2 separate regions of the Zea mays genome follow, and region 2 is linked to region 1. Evidence: chromatin contacts called from public Hi-C data. All regions are on one chromosome and are shown on one strand. The core of a region is the stretch at or near the end of the contact, and the rest is flanking DNA. Distances in the headings are between cores, read along the strand shown. Region 1 has its middle 10 kb from the start of LOC542550. Region 2 holds the start of LOC103641608.

Region 1 (7,008 bases), core at 2,489-4,988:
AAACCCACTGCTCATCTCTCTTCCTTGTAAAGCAAAAGGTAGCCAAATACTCATACCTCTCACAATACTCACAATAGAACCTTAGCTCTCTCTTGGGCGAAATATGTTTGTGGGAGTGAGTCTTTTTGGGTGGATGAGGAGCTCTAGGAAGGGGATCCCTAGAGATGTCTGGCAGAGTGTCAAGTGTGTTCCTGAGATGGTTAAGTTTTGGATACCACACTTGTTTCTAAGGTGGGCCTCTACAGGCTCCACAAACACTCCATCTCTCATAGCAAGGGTGGTAGATTTAGGTGGAGTGATTTTGACAAACTTTGGGGAGGCTAGATGTTTCTCTAAAGAACTCAACCCACTGCACTCACCAACCTTAACAAAAGGAGCGTTACTCACAGCCTTAGCAACAATGCCTAACATTGATCTGCCAGCTTCCCTCTTGATCTAACTGATCATCATGCCCAACTTGGGCTCACTTCTAGACACCCATCTTAAGACTGATCGAAGGTATGTGTTTTTCTCCTTGATCCTAATCTTGTCATGTCTGCAAAACTCAAGAGCAAACTACAAACCCCCACAAAGTGCACACTATGCAGGTACAAATGCACTCACTGAGTTAGCCTTCTTAAGTGAGGCTATCCTAGCGTTCTTCTCCGCTAGCTCAGTCTGTAAGCTAGGACAAGTAGTACACACACCTAACAAGCTAGGCCTAGATTGAAGCTCGTCACACTCATCTAGCAAGGTGGCATATTTGGTCTACAATGTGGTGATGTTCAACATATGTAAAGCGCACTCATCACATTCAGTCTCGTCGAACACTACGATATAAGCTCTAACAAACTCAAGCTCACTAAGCGTGCTCTACTAGTTACTTTTGAAATCTTTCCTTTCACAAGCAGCAAGCCTAAGCAACTTATCCTGACTAGCCAGAGCAGTCATCAGCTCCTCTAGAGTCATGGTCTAGGTCACTCAGGGAGGCGAGGAAGGCACGCTCCTTGATCTTCGCCTTCTAGAGATACTTCTTCTTAAGTGCCTCCTTACTGAACCTCCGCTGGACTTGTGCTTGCCAAAGGTGTGCTCCCGCTTGCCCTTGTGCCGACTAGAGTGGTAGTCGCGTGGGCCAGCCTTTGCCTTGCCCTTCTTGGGGCAACTGGCCATGAAGTGGTTGGGGTCACCGCAGTTGAAGCATCCATCCTTGGACCCACCACATCGTCGGTTCTGGTGGTTGTTGTGAAACCACATGAACCAGCTAGCAACAAGCGCTAGCTCCTCATCTCCAAGGCTCTCCACCTACTCCTCTGTGATGGTCAACAAAGAAGATAAAGCAAACATAGCAGGTGAGGGGTTAGAAGAAAAACCACCTCCAGAGACCAGGGCCATGGTGGGTGCACCAGAGTTCTCAATCTTGGCCAGGTCTGGTGGTCAATCTTGGTGGACTTGAGCTTGCTGAACAACTCATCCGTGATGAGTCTCAGTTGTGTGACTCGATGATTGTCAAGACCTTCACCTCCCAAAATCTCCGAACTATTGCTTGATGTAGCTTGAGCGCTCTCTCATGATCATCATAGGGTAGTTGCGCCTTGTTTGCGCGTATTTTGTTCACAATTGGCTGGAAACGAGAGAACATGGTGTCAATTGTCTCTCCAGCCAACTGGACAAAGTTCTCGTACTCTCGTCGTATGTCTTAAAAGTCTAGTCTTCACATGATCATTTCCCATATGGAATTTCTCGACTGTGGACCAGATCTCATGAGCCGTAACTAAATGTCTAATTCGCTCAAACTCAGCAAGCAAGAGACATGAGAACAAAACATTTCAGGCTTTATTGTTCGAATCATACGGCCCTATCTGTAGAGACATGATCCGAGCACCCTGGACATCGAAAGCATCATCGCGGCATATCTCCTAGACATGATACACAATACTCTGAAGATACGATGATATGCAAATCTTCTAGTATGGGTAATTGGTCCCATCGAAAAATAGAGGTTTGTCAACACCTCGTTCCATGTCGCCTTCCGTGGATCAAGAACCGATTATGGTGGATTGATCCTTAACCAGCTCCAATACCAATTGAAAGATTGAAAAGGCAACTAGAGGGGAGGGGTGAATGGGAGCCAATCAAAATTTGTTGCTTAAAACAAAAGCACATCAACGAACTAGTGATCTCATGTTTTTAAAATGTTCTTAGGACTCATACAAGACCAACAAAATGAACGGATCGCAAATCAGACATTGAAAAGTCTGAATCAGCCAAAACCGTGTCACTATTTAGTGTTGTTTTCAGCAGCTCAAAATTTAGTTTTCGAATGCGAAACTGATCCAAATGGACTCCAATTGATCTAAATGTTTGCAAACACCTCGAAAATTGAGTTTCCAAGGTCTCCACAAAATTTGAACTCGATCAGATTTGTAAATAAATTGCAGATCATAAAACACAGACTACACGGTTTAGTTCGGGTTTTCAAAACGAGTTCAGATCAAGTCACGACCACAAACTGCTCAAACCAGATGATTGCATTGGCCTAGAGAGTTGTCTTTACTCCAAGGCAATCCCCAAAACAATCCCCAACTCATGAAATCAACAATTCTCACAAAATCCAAAGAGATGGGTCGAGAGAGAAGAAAGTGATTCAAAATCGAGCGAGATCAAGAAGACACAATATGAACAAACACTGGATCATGGATTGTTACAGCCATCCTTTCTTTCAAAATCAAGGTTACATAGATGTGGAGTTAACAAGAACACTTGTGGATCTCGGGGCTAAAAACCAGATCAACTTAAGAAATGGAAACTAGGGTTTTCTAACAAGTGCTAAATAAAATAGCCAAAGAGATGGCTACACACAACAGCCCTCCCACCTATTTATAGGAGGTTATTTTACTAGCCTAAATTACCCTTAGATACATAAAGCTCATCCACTTAACTAGTGGCAAAATGGACCAACTCCTGAAATATGCATCTGACGGCCACACGTTCCACACGAAGTTGCTTCGCCTCGACGCACCTTTCGTGATGACACCATATGCCACCTTCGATTCCCACCTGAACCGCACCACTGAGTTTTCAGTCCCAAACTTGATGAAACCAGACCTTTGTAGTGTTGGGTGGTTTTGAAGCTCAACCACTAAACGCCATGAGTAGCGTACCGCATACGCGTCGCACAGGTCCTAGACACATGTCCCGCCAGTCCTCGACTGCACCGGCGACACGACATACTATGCCACGTCCTCGCGCTAGTGTGTGTATGTAGCACCCAAATTCTTATTTTGGGTAATATGGGAAAACTCATTCCATGACTTCAATAAATGCATTTTCAAATGAGAGATTATATAAAATATTCTTATTTGAATTAAATTTCCTTCATTAAACTATATCTTTAGGATCTATTCTCTAAATTAAATTAGTTATCTCTTAATAGAGATTTTCTTTTAAAGCAAATAATGTTTGTGCATGGCATATGTAAAACAATGGCCAAATAAATAGATAAAATAATTAATGTGAAAATACCTTGCATTCATGCTGAGTTCTTTTGTTTGTGCAATTATATTTAAGTTTGAAGTTTAAAACCAAATTTGAATTAGAAATATGGAAAACAAAATAGAAAGGAAAAAAGAAAAGAGAATATAATAAAGAAAAAGAGAGAGAAAACTTTGCGCTAGGCTAATTCCCTCGTCCCGGTCCCTTTCTTCACAGCGCCAGCCCAGCAAGCCGTCAGCGCCGACAGGTGGGGCCCACCTATCATAGGATGCCTCTCAACCACGCCACAGCACGCACGCTGCTGTCGTGCATGTCCACTCGTCATCCTTGCCATACCCCCTCATCGCGCGTGATCTCGACGTATGCCACTTGCACGTGGAGGTGGGTCCTCAGAACCTCCTCTCTCGGTTAGTTGCAATATTATCCGATGTTGCCATCGGCAATCCCAGAACCGATGCAGCCATCGCCCGCCCTCGGAACTAGCTGCAACGAGGCTATTTATAGTGATCCCCGTACCCCTGTCAAACATGGGAGAAACATCGAGCCCAAACGAAAGCACCGAGAGCCATGTCGGTACCAGACCTAGGAGCCTCACTGCGTTCCCGCGGAAGTGATCGTGGTGGTCGCGCCTGGGTGTATTGGCGACTAGACCTAGGAGCCTCGGCCATTACTTCATCTAGGGTACGAACACTTCCATGGAATTCGCCTTGGTATCCTCTACATGTAGAACCAGGAATGGAGTTTGCCAACCGAGAGCATGGTGGGGGTGAGGGCCGCCCATGGTGCCGCCGCAGCTAATAGGGCACCGCCGCCGCTGGCCGTCGTGAAGTGGGTGGTTTGGCCATGGCTGTTGGCTGCTTGATAAACGACCCCGATTAGATGCAAGATACCCATTTGGTCACACTTCATCCTGACCGTTGATCGAATGGTGGACGTATGAGATTAGATCCCGGCGTTTTAAATCTGGAGCGCTGATCTGTAATCGAACGGGTGATATCGTGTACCACTTTATAGCTCTCGGAGTATGATCTGGATGGTCCGTTTTTAATCGGACGGCTCAGATTATCCTGTACCCCTTCACCGTGGCATTTTCATTAAGAGCCCCTATGTTTTACATATTCAACCCACCGTCCATGTTCTATTTAAAATAATCACGTTGAAGTCCCTAGTATTTGCAATAAACCACCTAGATTCTATTTTATGTGCTAAACAAACATTTAAAAGTACCCTAAAATTAGCCCATAACTTTTGCATCTTAACTCTGTTTTAGTCCATTCAAATTGTGTTAGCTTCGTAATAAACTTTTCTACACAGTAACAACAATATTTGTATTATATCACATAGTTTTATAATTAGATATTTATTTAACCTATGTTTAGTATGTCACATCTGGATTTAAGGGCAAATCTAGGTGTGTCTCAAATGTGTGTTATGATCAAGTATCGCACATATGATAACTCATGGTATAGAAATCAATGTCACATCTTTATTATAAAATAGGGGTTCTGTACAAAATAGTCAAATAAATACATCACATGATGACAACGATCCTCGATGTAGGAAATTGTGATGCCTAAGAGGGGGTGAATTAGGACTTCTAAACACTTTTATCTAACCTAGTCAACAAATAAATCCCTAAAACTAAACCTATGTAAATAAGCAATCTTGAATGTGCAAATTAGATTTTTCCTTTGTGTTGCTATCTCTGTTGTAAAAGGAGTTATGCAACCTAAGTTCGGATCCTATATATTCTACACTAAGAATAGTAAAGATTGTAACTTAAGTAGAGAGAGTAAATACAGAAGATAGCTAGTAGAGAAAGAAAACTCTTGTGTATGATGTCGATATTTTTACCGAGGTATCCGGAACCACGCAAGGTCCGGAACAATCCTCGTTGGTGCCCCTACGCAAAGGGTAGCCCACGTGAGGGCCAAACACCACGCAAGAGTAACTCCGTAGGGAGCCACGAGCCTTCTCCACGCGCAAGTTGTGCTCCACTTCCGGCTCCTCTCGGACAATCCCCATCGTCTCCACTATCGAGCTTCCGGCCAAAACGTCGTGGGCCTCATTCTCTCCGGTCCATGTTGGCGGCCGTGACACAAACTCGGTTGTCACGGTCTCGCAAGACTCTCGCCTCACTCGGTACAATTATAATGGCTCACACAAGAGCTGAGGAGTTTTGTGGTTTTTCTAAATTCACTCAACTAACTAGGAATAACCTAGAGCAAGCGCATAAGCAGTCTAACTAACCTAAGCACTTCGCAAAGCACCTACGCTAATCACCGAGTGATTCTATTAAGCACTTGGGTGTATGAGCACTTGGTAATGTCTATAACATGTGTTGATATGTTGCTTGGGATCCCACTCCTTCAAATAGCCAGTTGAGAGAAGTATATATAGGCCCCAACTTAAATATAGCCGTTGGAGAAAAGTTGTTGCTCTCTGCGGCACATCGGATAGTCCAGTGGTAGGCACTGGACAGTCTGGTGTCCACTAGCCATTGGATTTGACCATTGCAGGTGACCGTTGTCGCGTGCTTCTCCACCCCGCTTGCCCATTTCGGGAAATGATTAACTCACACTAGCTTTACTAATTAATCAGCCAAGGGCGACCCATTCCACCCTTGTGGTAGCACTATTTTCTTGGGTGGTCGCTCCATGTTCCAATTAAACAAATTTATCTTATCATACATGAGAGTAACCAACAATAATAATTCATATTGGAACAGGATCATAAATCATATATATAGCATTAATCCCAAAACCAGGTAGAGCAATAGCAAGACTATCACATAATTCATTTGTTTGCAAGGTGTAGGGTAAACAAACTAGGTAACCTATTAGGTCCCATTAGCTTAACCTAATAGTGCCACGGTGATTAACAGAATTATTATTAGGTAAAGAAAGTGATCAAGGACACAACTTGACTTTTTGGTGCAACTCTAAGTACTTCTCCAATTTGATCGTCAGGTTTCTCGTGATCTTGCTTCTACTCGTAGCAATACATACAAATAAACAAATAATGAATATGATAACATTACACCAAAACATGAGAAAAAACTGTGTAAGGATATTCTACGTGTCGCTACGAGACCGTAGGTTCGAGAACTACTAAAAACAGAGTTAAAACACATAAGTTATGAATTATACAAGCTTTTACATTTATTTTTTTTACATTGAAAAATAATTTTCTGGATTATTTTAGAACTCAAGAAGGCGGCTTATATTATTCTAAAACTCAGGGTCTTTTTCTAAAGATTTTGGACTGGTCCGTAAGGATCTCTAAACTGCTATGGTTTGGTGGGTTTATGTATATAGAGTACATGGACTCTTATGCAAAATATGCTGGCCGAAGGGGTACAGGTTTATATCAGTCGCTCGATCTAGCATCAAGGGCTCAGATTAGATGGGACTCATCCCGAAGCGGTACACGACCCTGGCCACTAGATCCCGATCCGACAGTTCTGGTTTTAAATAAACGCGATCTGATCTAGAAATCAACGGCTCGGTGTCTCTGGATATGCTATGATCTGATCCT
Region 2 (7,008 bases), core at 2,702-5,201, 800 kb after region 1:
AACGGTCCAGATTCCATTAACCTGTGATCTAATTGTGCCCATCCATTGTGTGATCAGCGGCTCAGATTCAACACCTATCAGGATCTAATCGAATCTGTCCTAGAGATGGCTACCAGTGATTCTTCAAATCATGACCACGGAGCGTGATGGTGTGACGGCATCGCGGTTGCGCCATCGTCGGTGCGAAACACATCTATTCACCCACCGCTCTATGCTCGAATTTACTCGGTGCAAGAGAAATAGGATAGGAAGGCAAATGTTATGGCATGCTTCTTACTCGAGATTATGGCGACGACCCTACTACCCACAAACCAAAGCTATCCCGCTGTGCGTTCGCCACCACGACGAGAAATTCACCAGTGTTATTGTCACAAATCCACCTGGGTGTGGCCACGACCACCACCCAGGGGACGTAATGAACCTTTCAGACCCGCACTCGCGTCCCGAACGGCGACAGAGGCGAGGTTCCACGGCGCACGGTGGCATGGTGACTCCGCCTAATCACCAGAGTGTGATTCCTCGCAGACCAATCGTAGCCCAGCATGGTGTAGAGTTGGGCATCATCAGCGTGCCATGGAGACCTGCCTAGCCCATACTTTGAGGCACGGGAGACTGTTAAGGTGAGATACCCCATGTCCATGTGGTGGCTCTTCCTTCCCCGATCTCCACTCACGGCTCGATTTGTTTTGACGATATGGCGTAGGGGCTCGATGAGGTGGTCCAGAGGTCGATAGTGCCTAGCTTTATATGCACAATAGAGATCCAGTCGCGGGGCACTAGATCGAGGGAGGTCGTATGACGATTATGTTGCAACGACCGGTGCGAATGATGGAATCGATTACGGTTTGGTTAAGGATGGTGCTGACAAAAGGGGCCCACACCAAAGTGAGTGGTGTGGGCGTGTGGACGTGGGGTGAGGGGTTGGTTGTCAAGCAGGGCCCATGTGTCGATTGGTGAGAAGGGAGGAAATTGGGCCACGCGAGGAAGCCTAGGTTGGTCTGATGAAAATGGGTTGAGGAAGGTGAAAGGATCACGATGCCAAGAGGGTGGTGAATTGGGCTTCTCAAAAATTCTTGCGAAAGATTAAACCCAAAACAAGAGCCCAACTTTACCCAACTACTAACTAGAATATAAAAGCTATGAAACAGTAAGCAAACCCTAAGTCGTCATGGCAAATACTAGCAATGCAAATACACAAATTAAATTGCTTAAAGTAAATGTGGAATATAAAGTAGGGGCAAGAAAACTCCTCCAATTTTTTCCGAGGTGTCGAAGAGTCGGCACTCTTCACTAGTACACGTTAGAGCACCTGCACAAGGGTATCACTCCCTCTTGGTCCTTGAAAGAACCAAGTGCTCACTATGAGATGATCCTTTGCCTCTCCGGCATAGTGGATCCCTCACGACCGCGTACAATCACCGAGTCGGGTCACCAACAAATCCTCCCAGGTGATCACCGAGCTCCAATCGCCACCGAGCCATCTAGGTGATGTCAATCACCAAGAGTAATAAATTGTAGACTTTCACTTGACCAAAATAAGTCTAATGCATGTTGTGTGTGCTCTAGGTGGCTCTCATGCGCACTAATGAGGTCCTAACATGGGATTATGATTTTCCTAATCACCTCACTAGACTTTGTGGACTTGCAATGCTCTAGCAATGAATGCTTGTTAATTGAGACAACAAGACAATAAATATGACTGGTGGAGCAGGAATAAATAAACCACCCAAACTAGTAGTTACATGGTTTTCTGCACATGGGCGCACCGGACAGCCAGGTGTGCCACCTGAGCGCTCCCAATGGCTAGTTCTGACAACTAGCTATTACATGGAGGAGCATCGTACATTGTACAATGAATGTCCGGTACACATCGGACATTCCTGTGCCTCTAAAAAACGGCTGACGCTTCCTGTTTGCTCACGGGTGCACTTGAGCGTTCTCTAGCCGGCTGCATAGGGCACCACCGGACAGTCTGGTGTCCCCAGAGCAGCAACACTCTATTTTTCCTTGGATTTTTCTAAACCAATTTTGATTCCAACTTGTGAGTGAGATCTTGAGTGACACCTAGCACTAGTTTTAAGTGTGAACATGCACCGACACTACACTAGTTATCTCTTGGTCAAATTACTCATCTACAACCCCTCTTTATAGTATGGATAAAGTAAAAATAAAAATCCTAACTCTATACCAAGTGTCCCACAACTCCTTCGACACTTATGATATGAAGACCTTCGTCTTTTGATTCATCTTTTCCAGTCGTCGCTTCAAGTTCTGATCTGAGGGATTGTTTTCGCTTGTTGGAGTGTAGCTCCCTGCATTGTGACCTAACTTACCATTTGTTCTGCAAAACACATGTTAGTCACAAATAATCTCATGTTGTCATTAATCACTAAAACTAACTAGTGCTCTAGATGCTTTTAGAAGGCTACTAGGCTGAGTAATTGGCCCAGGCGCAGCCGCGCAGGTAAGGGCAGGGGCGAAGCCAGGATCTAAAATTAGGGGGACCAAATTAGATTAGGGGGGCTATTAGAAGTATTTTTTGCACTATTTACATGAGAATTAGTTAAAAAACTAACATATCCTATAGATTTAGGGGAGCATTAGGGGGGACATTGCCCCCTGTCGTCGCCCCTGGGTAAGGGTTTTCTCCTTTTGTTTTCCATTTCTATTTTCTTATTTTAATTCACAAAACCAAATTCAAATACAATTATATGTTTAAGATTGCAATATTAAGTGCACAAGCAATAAAATTCCAACATGATGCAATATATAAAGAACCCAACATGAGATGCAAGTCATGTTTATTTTATATGTTAATTATTTATTTAGGGATATGCTTAAACCATGGAACACATACACAATTCTTTATAGGAATATAGTATTTTGAATGTGTAATATAATTGTAAGTTAATTCAAAATTAATATCCATTACTTATTTACTTTGAGGAACTTAACATATAGCCTTTACCAAGGTTTACTTTAATTCATATAAGAAATCTTTTTTTAATTTTTTTATTATAGAACCTATCTATTTTTGAAGAAGTGGCTCCAAAGATAAGAGATTCTTGTTTTAAAACACATTTTCAATTCAAAAATTTTAGATGATTTTATTATGTTTCCAAAATAAGATTTTAGGTGTTACACAGAATCAGAAAAAAGCTGAAACAAATACGGTCCTTATTTGCCGCTCGTTTTCCCTGCATATCAGTTTGTTTTAGTTTTTGTGTAACCGTATATTCACAACTGTTCTCGTTTCCACTGTCCTGTTTTCAGTAAAAAAAAATAATAACAGAAATGGAAGAAAGTTTTTTCGGACGGTTTTCGTCCGTTTTCATCTCTTCGGAACAGTGGATCCCTCCCCTCGTTCACCCCACACGTGTCTGGCTCCAGAGCCGTGGTTACGAAACGCTCCACTCCGCTCCGCTTTCCCAGTTCCGGCCACCGAGCATGGCACCACCCCTTCCCTCCGTCTCCCGTGGTTCGCGGGCGCTCGTCCAAGCATCCAACCCCAGCTCCGTGCGTCGCGGCGCGACCACCGGACCTATAAGTACGGAACGCTCATGTCCGCCTCTTGCTTTCCTACCTCTCCGCCCCCGTTGCCTCCCACCGCCGAGACGACGCGGACTTCGTACCCTCTCACCGACGTGTGCGCCGCTGTCTTCCCCGGCACTCACTGCTGCTGGTTCGGCTCCCGAACCTTCGTCGACTCCGCATTTCTGAACAGGGTTTGTGATCCTCTTCACCTTTTTGTTTAGCGGTTGATTCAATTCCTGGCCAGCTGAGGATTTGAGATGCTTGGGTTACTTTGTAATTTTCTAAAAATGATCTTAGGTTCTGTATTCACCACCTGATTATTCAAGCGTTGCGGTTGAAATCTTGTTTGCAGATTTTTCATACATTCCAATAACCTCCTAATTGTCCGAAGGTGTCATATGTGACGAGAGAGCACAGATGTCTCTAGAAGTTGAGAAGCCACCAGAAACGACCAAGCAGCTCAAGCGACAGGATTCACTCTATGGTGATGCAGAAAAGGTCTCCGGCTTCAAGCACCATGGCTCTGAGGTCTGCTTCCCAGGCAACTTGGTTACCGTGTTGCAAAGATGCACCGTCACTGACAGAAAAAATTTACTACAATAAAACTTATGGTGACACAGGGAGGCTGGCCGCGGTTGCTGCAGCTTGCATTTCAGAGCATTGGCATCATCTATGGGGACGTCGGGACATCACCACTCTATGCGATATCCAGCACCTTCCCTGATGGCATCAAGGACCAGGATGACCTACTTGGCGTCCTCTCCCTCATCCTCTACACCCTAATCCTGATACCAATGGTCAAGTACGTCTTCATTGTGCTTTATGCAGATGACAATGGAGATGGTAAGCTCATAAGACAGGAAATTTCAACCTGTCAACCTGCTGTAGTCACCATATTCCTGCTGTTTATTCGGTACTTCACATTTAACAGCAACATACTGCTGTTCTAGGTGGCACGTTCGCCCTCTACTCACTTATATCGCGGCACTCCAAGGTAAGGCTGATACCAAATCAGCAGGCTGAGGATGCCATGGTGTCAAATTATGGCATCGAAGCGCCCAGTCCGGAACTGAGGGTGGCACAGTGGCTGAAGCAGAAGCTCGAGTCTAGCAAGGCGGCAAAGATTAGCCTCTTTATCATTACAATCCTTGGCACATCAATGGTGATGGGGGATGGAACCTTGACACCATCAATTTCTGGTAACAGAAACAGTATACGGAGAAGTCATAAGCACATTCGTATCCAGTATTCAAAATCCTAACGTGTTTCTTGCTTTTCTAGTGCTCTCTGCAGTGAGTGGGATCAGGGAGAAGGTGCCAAGCTTAACTGAAAGTATGTGAAAAAAGAGCTCCTACAGACATTGATCAGTTGGTACGCTTTGTTCAACATGTAAATTGTTTGCTGTCACTTTTCGTGCAGCGCAGGTAGTCTGGATCTCAGTGCCGATTTTGTTCGCGCTCTTCTCGGTCCAGCGCTATGGTACAGACAAGGTCGGGTATTCCTTTGCTCCGATCATCACACTATGGTTTTTTCTTATTGCTGGCATTGGAATGTATAACCTCATTGTGCACGAGATCGGTGTTCTCCGAGCCTTCAATCCAATGTACATAGTGGATTACTTCAGAAGGAATGGGAAGGATGGATGGGTTTCACTGGGTGGCGTTATCTTGTGTGTCACAGGTAAACTTTACATCGAAAAGTGCAATTGCGATGGTAGTTATTAGTCTACAATCTCAATGGGCTGTTGTCATATGCAATAGGCACAGAAGGAATGTATGCAGACCTAAGCCATTTCAATATCAAGGCCATTCAGGTAACAAGGACATTCACACCCATGCTCTTCGCTTCACCATGTTGATTCTCCCAACTCTACCTCCAATTTTAGTTTAGTTAGAAGCATCCATTTTGCTTTTAAACTATGCCACTGTAAAGTTTTCAAATACACCCATTTTACTTTTAAACTGGTTCCATTCTGTTCCTTCAAAATAAAGCATCCGATTTTACAGGAATCAAATTCCAAGCTTGCCAAACAGAAATAGCTCACAACATTCGCTGTGTTTTCACCTACAGATCAGCTTTAGCACTGTCTTGCTCCCCTCCGTGGCACTGTGTTACATCGGACAGACAGCTTACCTGAGGAAATTCCCAGAGAGTGTCGCAGACACTTTCTTTAGATCCATCCCAGGTACTACTATGAATTAGGCGTACAGTTTTGCTTCATGGAAACGACAATGCATAACGAGCTAACATAATGTTCTAACGCAGAGCTAATGTTCTGGCCAACCTTCATTATCGCCATCCTTTCGGCTATCATCGCAAGCCAAGCCATGCTGTCAGGCGCATTCGCCATCCTCTCCAAGGCTTTGTCTCTTGGCTGTTTCCCCAGTGTCCAGGTGATTCATACATCCAAGAGCTACGAGGGCCAGGTTTACATTCCTGAAGTGAACTTTTTGATGGGATTAGCAAGCATCATCGTCACGATCACCTTCAGAACCACCACCGAAATCGGCAACGCTTATGGTAAGCAACTAGAAGGTCCAGAATTTGTTTTTGGCAACCCAGAACAGACAGACAGAAGTTATACATTTCATGTCATTTGATTCTGGGTGGTGTGCAGGGATCTGTGTGGTAACCGTGTTCTCGATCACCACCCACCTGACGACCATTGTGATGTTACTCGTGTGGAGGAAGAATTTCATCATCGTCTTGCTTTTCTACGTGGTGTTCAGCTCCATAGAGCTGGTCTACCTCTCATCCATACTGACCAAGTTCATCCAAGGCGGGTACCTGCCGTTCTGCTTCTCGCTTGTCCTCATGGCCTTGATGATCACATGGCACTACGTCCACGTGATGAAGTACTGGTACGAGCTGGACCACGTCGTGCCAGCCAACGAAGTGACAACGCTGCTTGAGAAGCATGAGGTGCGGCGGATCCCCGGGGTGGGCCTCCTTTACTCGGACCTGGTCCAAGGCATCACCCCCGTGTTTCCACGTCTGGTGCAGAGGATACCCTCCGTGCACGCGGTCTTCCTGTTCATGTCCATCAAGCACCTGCCGATCCCACACGTGGCCCCTGTGGAGCGGTTCCTCTTCCGGCAGGTCGGCCCGAGGGAGCACCGGATGTTCCGGTGTGTGGCGAGGTATGGGTACTGTGACAAGCTAGAGGAGTCGGGGCTGTTCAAAGGGTTCCTCATGGAGAGCCTAAAGACGTTCATCCAAGATGAGGCTGCGTTTAAGACGAACTCTACAGCTGGAGATACCAAGGAGCTGACCGATCCCAAGGTGTCTGGCCATGATTTGGCTCGTTGGGTCGAAAAGGAAAAGCAAATGATTGACAAGGAGATGGAGCGAGGGGTGGTCTACCTTATGGGGGAAGCCAATGTCATTGCAGGACCAGAATCATCTGCCGCAAAGAAGATAGTGGTAGACTATGTCTACGCATTCTTGAGGAAGAACTTGACGGAGGGGGAGAAG

Evidence for each region. A called contact is a pair of places that touch in the nucleus more often than the background predicts.
Region 2: a contact with region 1 is called in a Hi-C map of ear, with 2.3 times the contacts expected there. The contact joins the promoter of LOC103641608 here to the enhancer-like site in region 1. A contact is called at or near these places in 2 of 25 Hi-C or Micro-C datasets (bundle sheath and ear).

Annotation. Positions count from the first base shown.
Region 1 is chr10:114,191,018-114,198,025 of Zm-B73-REFERENCE-NAM-5.0, forward strand. No RefSeq gene overlaps it. Among protein-coding and RNA genes, the nearest start is that of LOC542550, 10 kb to the left of the region's middle. Within about 2 kb of position 3,739, at least 18 of the 20 cell types and tissues checked have an H3K27ac peak or open chromatin away from gene starts, as enhancers often do. A contact at or near this core is called in bundle sheath and ear, where this site is marked.
Region 2 is chr10:114,987,400-114,994,407 of Zm-B73-REFERENCE-NAM-5.0, forward strand. It overlaps LOC103641608, which reads left to right and starts at 3,952. Exons shown (of 9, transcript NM_001301450.1): 1 at 3,952-4,062; 2 at 4,155-4,377; 3 at 4,485-4,733; 4 at 4,816-4,866; 5 at 4,954-5,214; 6 at 5,295-5,347; 7 at 5,605-5,719; 8 at 5,800-6,054; 9 at 6,152-7,008. The coding sequence starts at 3,952.